Regions from separate parts of the Mus musculus genome. Here region 2 is linked to region 1. The links are chromatin contacts, called in public Hi-C maps. All regions are on one chromosome and are shown on one strand. The core of a region is the stretch at or near the end of the contact, and the rest is flanking DNA. Distances in the headings are between cores, read along the strand shown. Region 1 overlaps Ttll11 (tubulin tyrosine ligase-like family, member 11). Region 2 has its middle 11 kb from the start of Gm46735.

Region 1 (2,688 bases), core at 78-2,577:
AGCTCCATCAGTCAGCACCTACCATGAATGTGTCTCACGAATCACTGGCAGAGGCTTTCTGTGGAATCTTGCGATAAAGCTGGGCGTCCTAAAACTCAAAAGTGCTATCTGATCGGTCTGCACGTGGGCTCTCGGAGGGTCCCAGCTAGACCAAGGTCTCCAGCAGAGAGCACAGTGCCAAGGTTTCCTTCTCAAGTGTGCATTCATTCCACTGGAACAGAAAGTCACAGGGCTTAAAGCCCGAGCCCCAAGTTCTCCCAGGGTGTGAGCGTGTCTGGTCACCACTGTGGGCAGAACTGTCACCAGCATCTAGCAGGCAGTGGCTGGGGATACTGCTAAACCCCCATGATGTCCTGGGCAGCCCCAGCAAAGAGCTACTCAGCTCCAAATGCCAATAGCAACACCATTACCCCCTTGGGCTTCAGAAAAGACAACCACTGAGTCTCTCAGAAGTTCCCTGTACCCCCACCATGGCTATGCGCCACAGCTGCCATCCAGGTGAGGGTGAGGGAGGTTGTGGAGCCTCCCAGGAAGAGTGCACATCCCTGCTGGGGCAGACCTGACATCACCCAGCAGCTTCTTGGTGGCTGTGGGCGTCTCTGCCCCTGCTTTTCCTGTTCACTGCTTAAAAAGAGGAGGGAGCCTTATGTAATCGCAGCCTCATAGAACCTTCTGTCATTTTGGCACCCTTGGGCTGGGAAAACCCCCTCCCTCCTAAAATCCCATGGGGCATGGAATTCTTTCTTTCTGTTCTAAGCAAGCTCTACAGGTTACAAACTGGGCAACAGCAGAGTGAAAGAGCAGCCTTTGAAGGCACCTCTGCTGGCTGTCTGCACTCTCTGCATTCCCATCCCCCATCCCTCCACCATTTTCCCCTGCCATGGGCACCTTTATTATAGACTGCTGGTCCCCATCTCTACCCCCCTGCTCAGATGTTTCTGCCTGCCCGGAATTCCTCCCATTCCCACCATTTTAACAGCCTTGACCAGACCCTGTGAAACCCTTCCTGCCTAAGAGTTCCTGCAGTGCCCATCCCTGATATCAGCCCCAGCACTCCCTCCCCTCCCCTCTCCTCCCCTCTCCTCCTCTCCCCTCCCCTCCCCTTCCCTTCCCTCCCCTCTGATACCCACAAGTGCCTTCCTGCCAGATCCTGGTTCTCTTTGGGGGCCTGTGACTTAGTTCTGTGAAGTAGATGTGCTCTAAAATAGATGTGACTAAGCGTCCACAGGAACAGGCGGCTCTTGGTTCTCAGAGCGGAGGCTTCCAGTCCCCACAGTGGTTTCCAGGCACTCCTTAGGCACTCCTCGGGCTCTCTGAGGCACGTGGGATGGATCTCGAGGCAGTCACTTGCTCTCTCCATCCCGGGCAGCACCACCTGGCAGCCACCAGCTGCCATGCTAAGGGTGTGTGACTAGAGAAGATGACAAAATCCTAAAGTTCAAGTCTCTCCTCACTTTCCCCAGTGCGCTCCAGGACAGGATTGTGCCCAGGCACCGTACAAGAAAGAAACTGGTTTTTCAGATTTTCGTGCACTAATAAAATTACCTTCTCTAAAGAAGGCAATTTGCATGTTAATGTTTTGGGTAATTCTGTGCAGCTCCAATGCCCCCAGGGCTGCAATTTCTCTCTGACAGGGTGACAAAAATAAACTCCAGCATAAAGGAGCATTTCCCTTCCTGCCTCTGAGCTCCATGTGACGTTCTAATGCGAGTCAAGCTGGAACCCACTGCTCCATCTTCTGACACTGATCTACCTCCTTTCACCTCTCAAGTGACAGGCAGGCTCTGAAGAGCGCCTCGGGGTTGTCTCCTTGAGGACAGGGCTGGGACCCCTTGTGAGTGGACATCACCCCTACAGCCCACCTTCTCCCCCGAGGCCCAGCCTTCAGCTTCTCTAAATTCTCAAAGGTGCAGCTAGGTAAAAGGGCACCACCCACCATCTTGGGGTGTAGAGGGCCACCACATGGGTGTATGGAGTCTATGCAGCTGCCCTGCAAGGGACACGCTGTCCCATCAAGCTTGGGTCCCTCTGGTGACTTAATGAAATCAGGAAGGGAGCTTAATTCACAGGTGTCTTCTCCAGGCCAGACACATTGGTTACACATACATACATACACACACACACACACACACACACACACACACACACACACACACACAGAGCCTACCTGAGGCACTTCCCGTCTTCATGCATAGTGACTGATAGCCCAAGTAGGATGACAGTTGTGCTGTGTGTCACACAGGTGTTGCTCAGAGCAGCCAGGCAGACATGTAACACAGAAAACTTCCTGTAACCTAAGTATTATAGATAGATAGATAGATAGATAGATAGATAGATAGATAGATAGATATAATTCTGTAAAAGAAAATACCTTTCAATGAGCATAGCATAGAGTGATTTCTCTCAGGAGGTGGATCAGGGAGGTGCAACTGAAAAAAATAAACTCACTATGGTCAATAGCAACTGAGATTAGAAAGATGCAACGAGTCACCAGGCGGGATGCAGGGACAGGGCATTGTAGGCCTAGAGAGTGTTCTGGAGACAGAATGGGGTGGAATGGTAGGAAGGGAACACTGCTGTTCAAACCCACTAGAGAAAGGGATGAGGGACTTAGGAGAGTGTGGATTCCCTCCTGAGTTTCAGTCAGGGGAATGCAGGGCTGACCTGGTCTCTATTAGGCAGTTTCGG
Region 2 (2,688 bases), core at 139-2,638, 430 kb before region 1:
GCATTCTGGGATACCAGAAGCTTGCTGTCTCTGTGGCAGGTTAAACTGTACAGCTAGGTCCCCTTTCATCTCCACCCCCTGTGGCCTCCATCATGGTGCTGATTTCACCCAGATCTAGGATTCATCATGGCCACTAGGAACACCTGGAGGCAAACTCTGATGAGAAACTCAAGTCAGTCTTAGAGACTCTGTTTAGCTCTAGGGAAGGTGATTTCAGCTCCCATGTCCGGCTTGCTACCTGCTGACCTCAGGGCTATCACAGGCAGGAGAGCAAGGAGAGATGGGCTGAGAGACTCAGAGCCCAGGTGCAGACAGACAGGTGCTTCTGGGGCAGGGTGCAGAATGCCTCCATTCATCAAGGGATCCTGTGAATCAGAAATGAGCTCTGCATTGAAAGAGCTGGCCAGTCCGAGGGAAACAGAGTTGCCAAACATCTGTAAGAGTCTGTAGGAGTCTCGAGAGGCTCAACTCCTTAAGAGTCTTCCTTCATCACAAAAGAGCTGGAGAAATCGAGAAAGAGACGGGGAGAACAACTATGAGACAGGTTTCAACTCTGCCAAGTGCCTTAGGCTGGCTTTCACCGTTTGCTGATTGCTCTCAGAACCACAGCATAAGCTCCCACAAGGAATAATGATGCTATAATGATAATAACAACAGCACCGTGGGCTCTCATCTGGTCAGAGCCACCACGTAGCAGGAATGCTCAGGGAGACCCACCAGCTAGTTGCTAAAACAGTAAAACACATGTTGTTAAAAAGAACCTCCACCGAGTCACTTCTAGCATCCTGCCGTGAGCCCAGGTGCCCAGGTCAGGGGCTCCACTGTCCATTTTGAGCCCAGATAGTCTGCATGCCTATGCTTCGGATCACCTGGAGAACAGACTGGGAGTCCTGGGCCAGCGTAAGGCTAGACACAAGCCCCCTCCACCGCACACCACCCCTGGCTCCTCGAAGCCCCTCTCCCAAAGCCTGAGCAATCAAGGCTGCCGCCTCCCCCGGCTGGAGCTAGTGCCCGCCTCCTCTCAGCCCCTCCCCTCCGCTGCAAACCCAGCTCATTTGCATGTGGATCGCGCCTGCCACCACGGGTGCTGGGGTCAATTGAAACTCAAGAAAAGAGAAGAAATTTATGCAAAACTGTTGATTGCATTTGTATGTAATGAAATCATCCAATATTCATCTGACTATAGAATCTAATCTGAGAAGAGAACTGAAGGACATGAGTGTCACTGCAAAAGCGTAATGAGCCACTGTAGTGATTAAAAAAGCTCTTGAGCCTTCTGAAAAATCCAGGCAGAAATAGCGTCTAATCAACTCTGAATATAGGAGGCGAGATTGGGCTGGCGCGCTGCGCACGGCCCGCCCGGGCGCCGGGGGTGCTCGGTAAACCCTGGCGGTCGCGGTCTGTGGGTGCCAAGCGCCTGGCCACAATCAGCTGAGGCCTCGGTGCACAAAGCAACCCGCCTCTCACCACGCAGAAAGAACCCAGTCACAGCTGCTACGAAGAGCAGCTTGAGGTTTCCGCGCCGCCTCACGCACCCACCCACCGCACAGAAGGCCCCCTCCTGAGTCTTTGCTCCAACGGGAAGGGTTTGAGAATCCGGGTTCGCCACACCTGGATGCTCCTTGGGTCCAACCAACCACAAGCAGGGGAGAGTCGTGTCTCAGAAGCCAGGACTCATCCCTCTGAGATGTCACCTGGGAGAGATGTTCTCTGACATCCCTCTCCACTCTAGCGTCGGCTTTGTCTTCCTGTACTTGGCGTTATCTTATGATTTTACCTGGGGGATGTCAGTCTCTTCTTTCAGGCTGAGAGATCAGCAGCCGTATGGTGACTGGTTCACCTCTGGAACCTGTGGAGGCAGCCTCAGAGGATACTCAACAAGCATGGACCAAGACGCAGACGCGTTTGATGAATGATAAACCCACCCTATGCAGCTGACAAATACTGTTAAATCCATTTGTTCATTCAGCAGGTCCTTGCCAAATGGACAATGTGTGAGGCTTCCTTCGTGGCACTGAGCAGGCTGTGGGGGATTAAGAAGGTTCCTGCCATCTCAGCACTCAAGGTCTGGGCAGAAGGAAAACTAAAGGCTACACACAATCAGATCGGTCGTTGTGGTGAGGCGGAAGGTCCAGGGGCATAGGACAGCTGTCAGTGGACACTGATAGAACGGATCGGGATCTGAGTCTGGAGATGAGGCGCTGGGTTTCTCAGGTTCCGATGCCCCTTTACAATGAACTGTACGGGGACATGGATGGTTACAGGAAAGGCGATGGTTTATTAGAGCCGAGAGGCTGCTGGAACCAGGCTGCTGAAACCTTTCCTCCGTTGTGATCTGGCTCCACGGAGGCAAGAAAGAAGTGAGGCAGGACCTCAGTTATGAGTCATTTACAAAGTACCCGCCCCTCCCAAGTGCAGGCGACTAGGGCTTTACAGAGCTGCTCCCTTGGCTAACAATGCTCTCTTAAACTAAGGGCTCCCAACCTCTCCATGTCGCCTTTTGCGTGCTAATCTCTGGGATTTCTCTTTCTGTCTCACTAACTCAGCTAGGGAAGGCTACTAAAAACTAGGGAAGGCTACCATGCGGCAGTGGTCACTTCAGTCTGGAGCATTCTGGGTAGAAGGAGCAGACTTTGCAAAGTCCCTGAAGGGATGAGGAGCTAGGCTGAGCACGAGGACCCAGCTGGA

Evidence for each region. A called contact is a pair of places that touch in the nucleus more often than the background predicts.
Region 2: a Hi-C map of cortical neurons shows a contact between it and region 1, with 4 times the contacts expected there. The contact joins two enhancer-like sites.

The regions. Positions count from the first base shown.
Region 1 is chr2:35,766,975-35,769,662 of GRCm38.p6, reverse strand. All of the region lies in intron 9 of Ttll11 (tubulin tyrosine ligase-like family, member 11), which reads left to right. Among named protein-coding and RNA genes, the nearest start is that of 9030204H09Rik, 51 kb to the left of the region's middle. Within about 2 kb of position 1,327, at least 37 of the 459 cell types and tissues checked have an H3K27ac peak or open chromatin away from gene starts, as enhancers often do. A contact at or near this core is called in cortical neurons, where this site is marked.
Region 2 is chr2:36,201,956-36,204,643 of GRCm38.p6, reverse strand. No RefSeq gene overlaps it. Among named protein-coding and RNA genes, the nearest start is that of Gm46735, 11 kb to the right of the region's middle. Within about 2 kb of position 1,388, at least 85 of the 459 cell types and tissues checked have an H3K27ac peak or open chromatin away from gene starts, as enhancers often do. A contact at or near this core is called in cortical neurons, where this site is marked.